Linked DNA regions of Mus musculus: all the other regions are linked to region 2. The links are chromatin contacts, called in public Hi-C and targeted proximity ligation maps. All regions are on one chromosome and are shown on one strand. The core of a region is the stretch at or near the end of the contact, and the rest is flanking DNA. Distances in the headings are between cores, read along the strand shown. Region 1 overlaps Prkg1 (protein kinase, cGMP-dependent, type I). Region 2 overlaps Prkg1 (protein kinase, cGMP-dependent, type I). Region 3 overlaps Prkg1 (protein kinase, cGMP-dependent, type I). Region 4 holds the start of Prkg1 (protein kinase, cGMP-dependent, type I).

Region 1 (2,937 bases), core at 160-2,659, 540 kb before region 2:
GACTGCTCTTTCTGGAAGGATAAGCCTCTAGAAGACCGTTTTTCTTACAAAGCCATTATTATTAGTTTGCTTCTTTCTGGTACCTCCACCCTTTTTGTAAGATATAAATACTATCAGGTGAATAAATCCATCTTTATTTCTGTATTGGAGTTTGGTTAAACTATTTTTGGGGAGAGTTTTCAGTGAAACTATTCTCTGTTTTTCTTTCTTTCCAGAATAAGAGACCCATGTGCCTATTTCTAAAGTATTAGATACAATAAAGCAGTAATAATATCGAGTAGCAAGAGAAAGAGACAGAGACAGAGAGAGGTTGAGTTCAGGTATTCTGTTTCTTCTCACGTTTTACATGGCACTTTTATATGACATCTCATGTGATCAATTTAAATAAAATATGAACCATAAATATAAATTTGGCTCTCCAGAAGCATCATTAAAAATAACTATTTGGGTAAAGCTAGTTTTAAAGATAGGCACAATCCAGTATATCCAAAATATTATGTCAATGTGTTTTAATATGAAATTATTAGTGATTGTTTTTCAGGAATGTTTCTGTATTAAGTGTTAGACATCTACTCATAGTGTGCCCAAAGTGTTCACCAGTTCAGATGACCCACATTGGTATATTTCTGGCTGCCGTATGGGATGAAAATTTGTAGACTAAAAACCAGCTCATTGGTTTGTCCTTAGGGGTCATTGCTGGTCTGCCCTCTATTTTCTTTTAACTTCTTATATCCTACACCATGACTGCAGCCCTACCTGTTAATTCAGGACTGCAGGATTTTCACCTTCTTTGTGAGTGCTGTAGTCTTTACCTCCATCTAGTCTACCTGTATCTCAAACTATGTCTTTTATGAGTCATAAACTGATTTTATGAGTCATGAACAGTGGATTTTGTTCTGGATTTAACCCCATCTTCATGCTGAATAATCAAGTAATCTTAAGGAAGTAATTTGGTTTCTTTATACTCTATATTATCTCTGAATACAAAACAAGTTTAAAACGATGAAAACATATACAGCGTCATGGTTCTTGTCACATGATGGCTATGATTCTTCTTTCTCCCTGTGGCTTTCTAAGACTCTGTAGTGAGTATCAGGGGCATTGCCACCGGCCAGCAATGCCTTGGGTACTCTCTTCCTTGGTAGCTAAGATCGTTTTAAGTAAACATCTTGTTGTTATGCTGTGATCTCTTGACCGTTTATCTTAGGGCCAGTTTTGCTAACCTTTTTCTATTTCTTAGTTCTTCGTTGCCACTATCACTCTTTTCTTGCCTCCTGCCAAAAGCTATTAGCAAGGCATGCAGCCAATGGTTCCTAGAAGTAAATGATTCTGGTACCAAGTGGAGCTGCATAAGAGCCCTTCCGCCAGAGCTGAGAGCTGACATGTTACTACTGAGAGCTATGCCCAACTCTGGGAGACAGCACAGCAGCTCTGTCCCCTGCTGTAACTGTTTCCTAGGCAACCCATACACACTGCCAGAGAAAGAAATGGATGAAAGAAAAGGCAAAACCTGCTTCCCGTCCAGTTTTTGATACTTTTGAAGTGTTAAAAATACTGAAAATAAACGAATAGCTGAGCACATGTCTTATTATTTCATGTCATGTTTGTTGTGGCCACTTGTCATAGACCTAATAGAATTGTGAGTTATTAGCAATGGTCTGGGGTGAGAGAAACTGGTTATTTCGAGTGTGGTAAAGTTGATAGGTTGTTGAAAAGCACTTTTGCCTGTCATCCTCAGGTTTAATTCTATTTTGAGGCATATTGAGATTTCACAAACAGTATTTGAAAATTCTATGCTATGGCGTGTTATTAATACATAAATAAACCAAGTTCTGACTCTAGTATCTAGAAGCTTTGCTAAGTAACTCTGTCCTGGTGGTCTTTCTACAGATTCTTTGGGGGTTTTCTCTACTTAGAATCAAGTCATATACCAAAAATGAGAATTGTAATTCTATATTTCCATAACGCTGCTATTCTGCATTTACCAATAAGTAGGGCTCTTACTATCATATTTAGTACAATAAAAGTAGTAGAAGGCCTTGACTCCTCTCTCAAAGCACAAGTCTTCCATGTCCACCAATAACTGTACTATTCCTATGTTTCTGTGTAGATATTCTTCTATTCTTGCTTGGTAAATGCTATTCCTAAGGACCAAATCTTTCCCATTATTTTGTGTGTTTATTTCATAGGCTATCCTGGGAGGGGGACAGATATATGAGCACATGTATACACTGCCAAAGGTCAATGTCAGGTGTCTCCCTCCAGTATTTTAAAAGACAGGGTCTCCCAATGAACCTGAAGCTTACTTATCTAACTATATTGACTGGCCAGTGAACCCCCAAGATCCTCCTGCCTTTGCCTCTGCAGCACAGCCCAGCTTTTTAATGTAGAATCTAGAGATTGGACTCATGTCCTCATGCTTGTGACACGAAGCACTTTGTCAATTAAACTGGGAATACGCAATTTTATATTTTAATAGTTTTGACATAAAATCTTTGAAGTCTTACCTACAATTTTCATTTATGGCTTCTGATTATAAATATTGAAAGCCACAAGGAAACATGGTTGTTTTGTTTGTGGCAACCATTAGCTGGAGCCACGTGGCACTTGCTCTCAATTCCAGGTTTACTAAAGAGAATCACACTCTCCAAGTGCCACGTCTGCCTCACTTCCTGCTATTTACACCCTACCTGCTTCATTCATTTATATTTCTATCCTGGCTTCTAGAAAACATGGATTTGCTTCCATCAGCACTGTGGTGGAGACCTTGACCACCACAGGTGGGGAAACTTCTGTAAGCAATGCTCGATAGCAATGCTCACTCATGAAAGTCTGTTATTTGAGGCTGCCCTGGCATCATGGTGTTGCAAAGCACTGAACAGCCACCTGCATTACTCACCAGGCTGCAGGATGTCTCATTAGGAGAGATGCTCTGTT
Region 2 (2,750 bases), core at 28-2,527:
TTTCTTGTGTTTGAGTTTAAAATCCCTTAGTGTTATATCAGCTAACTTCTAGACACGATCTAGTTAGACTAACAAGCGTTGGTACTGAAGATTCTTGCTTTAATTAGCCATTATTTATTATTATTATTATTATTATTATTATTACCACCATCATGCTTATGTGTATGTATGGGCATGCCTGTATACACATGTAAAACAGAGACAACTTTCAAGAGTTGGTTCTTGCCCTGGACTTTGCTGAGGTAGGATCTTTTGTTTAGATTGCTCCGCTGTTACCTGCTTCAGATTCGCTGGCTCTTGGACTTTTGATGCAATCTCCTGTCTCCCCCTCCCACCTCAAGGTAGGAGGCTGGGATTACAGATTTGCGCCCTGACATCTGGCTTTCACATAGGTTACAGGATTTGAACTCAGGTTGTTAAACTCAGGTTGTGGTCAGAGCTTTTGCCTGCTAAGCCATCACCCAACCCCATAGCTCTATTTCTAAGATAGGTAAAAGTGACTATATAAATAAATAAAACCTTTAACCTGGAATTATTCTGAATCAACACCTAATGGGTTCTTCTTTATTTTTTTTCACAAGAACCTCTAGATTTATTTAAATAAGGTTCCTGATCTAGGGAACACCTGTGTGCTCATTGCATTTATTTCCCTGGGGGAGGGACTATGAGTTGGGCCTGATTTGAAACAGGGTAGCCAAGGCTGACCTGGAACTCACTGTATTCCCAGCTGGCCTCAAACTTGTGACAATCCTCACGCCTCAGCCTTACAAGCGCTGGGTCACAGGTGTGAGCCACCGTGCCTAGCAAACACAATTACCTCTGAGCTACTCCAATAGTTCTTATTGAACAGATGTCAATGGGGTCAAATGACTAGACTAGTCATTGGGGAAGGGACATATGAAGGGGAAAGCAGAAATGAGTCTATACTTGGAGCTCCATATCAGCTTTATAGCTATCAAATGTGACTACATAAATAAGTTATATAGCTATCGAACATAGGTGGGGGCATGGTGGGATAGTTTTCTCTTATATCCCTACCCCCCAAAAAAAAGGAAAGGAAAGGAAAGGAAAGGAAGAGAAAAAGGAAAACAAAAGCCTTTGTCTATATTCCTACATTTAAAATTATGTCAGACTTACTGGGGCTATACTGTTGTCTACGGTGCCACCTATTGGTAAAATGAAGCAAAAACAATCTACTGTCATTGGTACAGTATCCTCTTAAATCTCCTTAGAGTTTTGCAGGCAGCTGTTAGAAAGCAGATTGTCTGTGATCCGACTAAAATAGGAGATGAATCATGTGCCTTATGCAGAGATGCTCAATTTTGTCATTTAGTAGAGACCCAGATAGGATCTAGGAGGCAGGATATCCGACTTCCCTAGTTCATAGCTCTGCCAAAAAAAGGGGGGGGGTAGGGTGGGGTGGGGGGGAGGGCTGTGAGATTGTTTAGGGATTCTAAGCACTTGGCTCTTCTCATCTACTGGAATGCAAGTGGAATCGTCTCATATGACTGCTGCCTTATACAAATGTGAGCTGAAGTGCAGAGTCTTTTGTAACATGATCTCTCAGAGCCTTTGTGAAGTCACACAGCTATAGCAAAGGGCTGGCTCAGAAGATGTAACTTTCAAAAATTAGTTTTGTGAGAATAGCCGACATAAACTGTAAACCCCTCTAAACAAGCATGTGGTTAGCTTTCATGGAAGAAAAGGTTAAATACCAAGTACAATATGATAGATGGCTGAAGGAGTCATTGAAGTTTTTTGAGATACACACACACACACACACACACACACACACACACACTCCTGCTGAAGCTCAGGAAGGCTTTGATCTTATACTTGTCATCATACTGCTCTGGCCACTCTCAGTGTGATTACAGGCTTGTGCTACCAAGACCAGCATGAAGAATTAGATTTCAGTTAAATTAGCAGGCTTAACAAATATTAGGACTTCTCATTTCAGTGGTGCCCATGTGTATAACCTAAACCAGAAACATACATACACTAGGCATTGGAGTAAAATAGGAAAATTGATAAGACGTCCTTCATTACTGATTGAAAAAAAATGCTACTATGAAAATCATAATTAAGGCAGATTCCTTCACACTTTTGAACTTCCCCAGCTTTTATAGGGCAATGTTGTTACTTGTGAGTTTTACTCACCTCCCACTTACTGTGCAGTTGGTGTTTGAGGTAGATTTTTTTCCATTAATCATTTCATTTGTTTACATTTAAAATCTTATCCCTCTTTTTTTGGTCTCCCTTCTATGTACACTCCACCTATTCCCTTCCCCTTTGTCTCTAAGAGGGTGCTCCTCCACCCACTCACCCACTGACCTCTCAACTCTCTAGCATCCCTCTACACTGAGGCATCAAGTCTACACAGGACCAAGCGCCTCCCCTCCCACTGATGTCAGATGAGGCAATCTTCTGCTACATATGAAGCAGGAGCCATGGACCCACCCATGTCTGTACTCTTGGTTGGCAGCTTAGTCCCCGGTAGCTCTGAGGCATCTGGTTAGTTGACACTGTGGTTCTTACTATGGGGTTGCCAACCCCTTCAGCTGCTTCAGTCCTTCCCCTAACTCTTTCATTGGGGTTCCCCCGGTCAGTCCAATGGTTGGCTGTGAGTATCTGCACCTGCCTTAGTCGGGTGCTGGCAGAGCCTCTCAGAGGCCAGCGATACCAGGCTCCACTGAAAGGCTGGCTGTACTAACACTGCTTTGTCTATTTAGAGTTTGGGTGGGTAACCC
Region 3 (2,982 bases), core at 120-2,619, 580 kb before region 2:
AAGAAAGAAGTATTCTTTCTCTGACCTAGTTAACAATTCCTGCCCTGCTTTGTGTCATTGCTCCGTTTGTCATGGTTTTTGCTTGTGGTTTTCCTCGTCTTTCCTTCTTTCCTGCTTCCCGGACCACTGTCGATTTAACGCTGCTTTAGACAAATAAAACTGATGAACAGAAATTGGATTCCTTACTCTCGGTTACCAGACAATATCCACTTTAACAAAAAGCTTATCTCTACGATGGAGTTCAAGCACCCATCTGGGATTTTATAGCCCAGGCTTCTGATCACCAAAAAAAAAAAAAAAAAAAAAAAAAAAAAAAAAAAAAAAAATTGTTACCTGTGTCTCTAACCACTACCTCTTTTAAATGATTGAAGCATTCAACCATCCAGGGTCTTGCACATTTGCCAAACTGAAGGAAGAAGGGTGCTGTCTGGCAGGCAAATATCAAGAAGTTCAGAAACGCAATGAGTCAAAATGTACTTTATAACTCAATATCGTATCCTTAACTAGGGAAGAATTAATCTTTTTTTTCCTAACAGATTCGGTTGCTGGCACAAGTGACTTAACGGTAGATCAGGTGTAATTGGATTCCATGTGCCTGAAGGTACAATCTGACCCAAGCTATTGCATTTGATAAAAGAGGCAACTGCTTTGTCTTGTTTGCAAGTGGACTGCACTATCTGGAAAGCAGATAAGGTCAACGGCTTTCCAAGCACTTCCTCTCTGGAAGACTCCATGCTTCCAGCCCACAGAGACTTAGAGGGAGTTTAGACAAACAAAACATTTTATTTAGTATTTTGCTTTTAGTGAAATTTGATGCCTTGGAAATCAGCTCTTGGAAAGAACACAGACCTTTTCCCATAACCACGCGTCAGCTCTGAAATCTTAAGCAAGTTACTTAAATTACCCAAGGCTCTGTTGGCGCATCTATAAAAGGAGTTAATGGCATAACTTTTTATAGAGGAGGATTAAATAAGATAATGAATGAAACATGCCTTGCACAGGACCTGGAACAAGGATGCCTGCACTAACTATCCACACTTATTGTCACCTATAAAGTTGGTGAAATGGATTCTCATTACAGGCTCCAGGGAACCTAATCAAATCATAGATGTGGTGATCTAAGCTCTGGGCAACTGCAGATGTTAGTCATAGAGTTTCTTACATCACAGTATCTTTTTATATGAGTCCTCTGTAATGCACGTTTTGCTCCTGGACTGCCTCAGTTGGACTAGCCTCCTTCTAAGTGTTGAGGAGCTAAGAGGAGTGTGTCCCTGTGGATAGGTCACAGCTATCCCAGTGCTGCTTCCTGTTCTCTGTAGAGGGCTTCTTGGTTTACAGATGAAATCAGTTGGAAAAAGAGACTCTCTAGGCCCTTGCTGTCACTGTCCAGACCTGTGACAGACAGCTCTGCTTTCTGTTCCTGATGAGAGCTTTGGAATCAGCGCAGACAAAGAAAAAGTACACACACACACACACACACACACACACACACACACACACACACATCTCTCATCCCGAGAGAGGCAGCGTAAGCAAGCATGGTCAGTCACTCTTGTGCCCTTGTGTAAATCTGGGAGAACTGCTTTCTGCAGTTTGACATGAATCCAGTCTCTAGATTATGAAAAATCAAACAAAGCTCTCAGTCCCTGAAATTGATTCCACAGCTTTTCCAAGCCCCAAGAACTTACGTATGGAGGCAATAGTATGTTCTTTTTTGAGCCTTGAGAAAGCAAAAAAGGAAAGAAAAAAAGAAGCAGAAGAAACACAGGTAGATGAAAGAGCAGTAATAACGACTAGACAGCTGTCCTATGAACAACACGGTTTCTAAGCATTTTCTGGAGGGTGATGCTCAAAGAACATTTTCCTGAGATCTGTATCATCAACATTAATAGAATTGGATTATTAAGGTTAAAAAAATTAATTTACTTAGAAGATTATTTGAAAGCTAAGGTCAAGTATTATTTCTTGAAAGCATATTAGACACGGTAGCATTAGTTTGAATGTTGAGCAACATTTGACAGATTTTTCTTAAAAATGACTTTCTTCTTATTTTTTAAAACTCCTAGGGCACTGGGGAGATGGTTCGGTTGGTAAAGTGTTTGCCATGCCAATGTGAAGACTAAATTTGGCTCCCCAGAGCCTATATGAAAACAAACAGAACTAGCTAGGTGTGGCAGTGCTGCCTGCAACCCTAGTTCTGGGGAGGCCGAGGTGGGAGGATCTCTGGAGCTCCCTGGCCAGCTAGTCTGGCTGAACTGGAAAACTCCATGTTCCATGAGGAAGGCTTTCTCAAAAACAAGATGGAGTGCAACAGAGGAAGACGGTCAACATTGTCTTCTGGTACACACACATGCTTAAGCACTCACATGTGTATACACATATGTATACACACATGCATAAACACACACATGTATATGCATATGCATAAGCACACACACATGTGCACACACACACTCAGTAAAACTCATGCACACTGCCATAAACTTTTCTTTATATCATTCCCAATAAATGGGTATTACTGTTATTTTATATGTTAATTTTATCTATTCATTAAGAAGATACTATATACTAGGAATGGATAGAAGTACTTTACATATTATCTTATTTAATGTACATAAACTCTAGTCAGTAGATATTAGTGTTATGGATATATCTATCTCTATCTATCTATCTATCTATCTATCTATCTATCTATCTATCTCAATCAAAACAGTTGTTCAGTGAAGATAATGTCTAACCATAAAACTAACCCTTTATTATGAAAGAATTACTCAACAAAGTGAGACTAAAACATAAAAGTTTAGAAGGCTCCTTGAAAGTATTCTATTACCAAAAAAATTTTTTTAAATCAGATAAACTGATTTTATTTCAGGATTTACCTCTAATAATTGCCAGCTAGGCCTAGGGAGATGGCTCAGCATGTCAAGGCTCTATCTCTGAAAGCCTATTGACTTGAGTTCCGTTCATGGAATTCATATAAAG
Region 4 (2,795 bases), core at 288-2,787, 820 kb before region 2:
TTAAGAGAGATTTGTGTCCTTGGCTAATTTGAGATTTCAGGCAGAAGTTTTGTATTGCAACTTAGTTTTAATGAATTTTCTATCTGTTTCGTTTAAGTGTTAAAGGGTGGGTAGATAGAATATGAGAATTATAACACGGAGTGTGAAAGAATAGCAAGTTTAAAGGTTCCCTTTCTTTCTTTCTTTCTTTTTAAGCTATAAGTTTGGACAAGCTGGTGAAGGTTTAGTTAACTATTAGGCACTTATGTAAGCATTAGGTAAATATTTTGGGTATTCTAAATAAGTGTTCCCAAGATGAGAGACCAATTCTTGGACTGAAAGAATGCCGCCTTCTTGCTAGCAGTTTAGCCCACACTGAGCAGTTGGTTCTGGCTGGTGAAGTGGTTGGGTTGAGAGCTAGTGTAGTGGGTGGGACAGTGCAATTACAGCTCCTGTAGTTTTCCCATCCTTTGTTGATCTTACCTCTTCCCCAAAGTTGGCAAAATTTTCTCATTAACTCCTGGGCTGTTAGGAAAGTAACGTTGAAAAGGTATGGTTCCCTTTCTGAAAGAATGTTTTGGAACTCCGCTGTGTTTTTTAAGCCCCCACCCACTTCACCAAATCCAGCAAATGGAAGAAGCCAGGCCTCTAGGGAACCATTCCGCAATTGATACTAGCACAAATGGGAGGGACCAGGGAGCTGCTGAGAGGCCTGCTCCGGCCCAAAATCCTTTGGGGTTTTGGCTTTTGCCCCTAGACGAATTCATTGATCTAAGTTTGGCAGGCAAGAATAGGGAAAATTAGGAGTGTGGAAAGGCTTGGGGGCGGAGGTCAGATACCCATCCTAACCTTCCTCAAAGGCACCTGGACGCCCGTGGAAATCCCTCCCAGGCACTGTAAGCTCTCACCTTTGGAGAGGCAAGTTTCTTTGCAAACCCTAGACACCTGTGTGAGGCGCTCCCCGTGGGAAAGGTGCTGTGGAGGACGCAAGCGCTCAGCCACACTGTTTTCCTCTGTGAGGCTGCGGTCACAATCCCTCCAGAAGTCAAAGCTGTTAGCACGCACAGTCTGCTCTGTCTCCCTTGGTCGCCAGGAACCTAGCCCCACATTCTGTAGCCCGGAGCCCGCTGACGCCTCCAGTTTGCTCCTGGTCCTCTCCCTCCCACCTCTCCACCTCCGAAGTAGCGCTCCAGCCTCGCTCCGCCCGCACAGCCCCAGCGCCCCCGAGCTTTATCAGGCTCCCCACACACATCGCTGGCTTCCTTTGGCACCCGGCGTTGGTGACCCGAGCCGAGCAGCCACCGCCTCCGAGCCCAGTCTCCCTCCTCCCGCCCGTGGGTCACTGCGCCTCCGGGCTTTGCTCCCCAAAGCGCCGCGGCTCCCACCGCCTTTCAGGTTCATCCTGGGCTGGACCTGTTTTGCTCATCCCTAAACCCGGAGAAGTGGAATCTGCACACTGAAACTCTCTGTGGCTGGAGCGGCGGACTGGGCATGCTCAGAAGCCAGGCTTGGCTTTGGTCTCAAGTCGAGGGAAGCTTTTGCACTCGCGAGGCAGCGGCGACTTTAGGGAAAGTTGATCCGAGAGGGGAGGAAGCCCCAAGACGCGGAGCAGCGGCAGGCAGGAGCCCCCGGCAGCCCGGAGGAGCATGGGCACCCTGCGGGATTTACAGTATGCGCTCCAGGAGAAGATCGAGGAGCTGAGGCAGCGGGATGCTCTCATCGATGAGCTGGAGCTGGAGTTGGATCAGAAGGACGAACTGATCCAGAAGCTGCAGAACGAACTGGACAAGTATCGCTCGGTGATCCGGCCGGCCACCCAGCAGGCGCAGAAGCAGAGCGCCAGCACCTTGCAGGGTGAACCGCGCACCAAGCGCCAGGCGATCTCCGCGGAGCCCACCGCCTTCGACATCCAGGATCTCAGCCACGTGACCCTGCCCTTCTACCCCAAGAGCCCACAGTAAGCAGGGTTACGCGCCCGGGTCCATGTGGCGCCCAGGCGGTGGGAAGCTGCGGGTCTCTGTATTGTCTGTCGGCCCCTGCCCCTCCCGCTTGCCATGTCTGTCCTCATCCTCAGAAATGTCTCATTTTCACGGCACTTCTTGAGGGGCTGTGCACGTTTCTCAGGGCCAGACTCCCTGCACATCCGTTGCCTTCGTGTCTTTGTCAGATGCCAAGGTATTTTTAAAATATACATACATATACGTTCATATATGCCACCTACTGTACATAGTTTGGACGCGCCCCAGGTGTGTGTCTGACCGTGTGTGTGAGTGGCTGTTGAACGGAGGAACCAGAATCCCCTTCTTCCCCAAAGCCCCAGCCAACCTGGCCAGCCGGAAAATCCTAACTGCAGGCTCATCAGACTGAAATGAAATGCGTTGATATTACCCTGACTTTCCAAGCTCTTGTGGCTCTCCTGGATTTTTCTACATGCCGCCGGCGCTTCATGCTGGTACCGTTCAAACCTGAGGTTCTGTCACCATCAAAGTGTAAAAGAATAAGAAAATATACATATAAAACAGAAGAATTTTTAAAATTTTCCTGAGTTGGATGACATTTACAATCCATAAATGGAAACCTAGTCTGTTGATTTTTTTTTTAAAAAACAATGTTTTCATAATATCCAAGAGAGAATATTACTTGTTTTTCCTAAAAGAATTTTCACATGGTTCCCAATGAACACTTTCATTTCCCCCCAGAGGGTTAATGTGTTTTCAGGGACAGTGTAGTCAAGCACATGCTATTTCCAGTGGGGACCAAGCTGTGTCTCACATTCAGGTCTCAAGCCACTGTGCTGCTAGCAGTTCTTGTGTGTT

What was found. A called contact is a pair of places that touch in the nucleus more often than the background predicts.
Region 1: a Hi-C map of cortical neurons shows a contact between it and region 2.
Region 3: a contact with region 2 is called in a Hi-C map of the N1E-115 cell line, with 5 times the contacts expected there. A contact is called at or near these places in 5 of 484 Hi-C or Micro-C datasets (the G1E-ER4 cell line, the N1E-115 cell line, embryonic stem cells and 1 more).
Region 4: a targeted proximity ligation map of craniofacial prominence shows a contact between it and region 2, with 9 times the contacts expected there. A contact is called at or near these places in 2 of 39 promoter capture datasets (the 3T3-L1 cell line and hippocampal neurons), 44 of 484 Hi-C or Micro-C datasets (the 3T3-L1 cell line, 3T3-L1-derived adipocytes, B cells and 28 more), 15 of 130 datasets of targeted methods (the NIH/3T3 cell line, PVALB interneurons, astrocytes and 12 more) and 2 of 9 other capture datasets (embryonic stem cells and macrophages).

What each region holds. Positions count from the first base shown.
Region 1 is chr19:31,382,538-31,385,474 of GRCm38.p6, reverse strand. The region is part of intron 2 of Prkg1 (protein kinase, cGMP-dependent, type I); the gene reads left to right. Among named protein-coding and RNA genes, the nearest start is that of 8430431K14Rik, 170 kb to the right of the region's middle.
Region 2 is chr19:30,841,923-30,844,672 of GRCm38.p6, reverse strand. All of the region lies in intron 5 of Prkg1 (protein kinase, cGMP-dependent, type I), which reads left to right. Among named protein-coding and RNA genes, the nearest start is that of Cstf2t, 240 kb to the left of the region's middle.
Region 3 is chr19:31,422,233-31,425,214 of GRCm38.p6, reverse strand. All of the region lies in intron 2 of Prkg1 (protein kinase, cGMP-dependent, type I), which reads left to right. Among named protein-coding and RNA genes, the nearest start is that of 8430431K14Rik, 210 kb to the right of the region's middle.
Region 4 is chr19:31,663,112-31,665,906 of GRCm38.p6, reverse strand. Prkg1 (protein kinase, cGMP-dependent, type I) reads left to right here and starts at 1,537. Exons shown (of 18, transcript NM_011160.3): 1 at 1,537-1,936. The coding sequence starts at 1,626.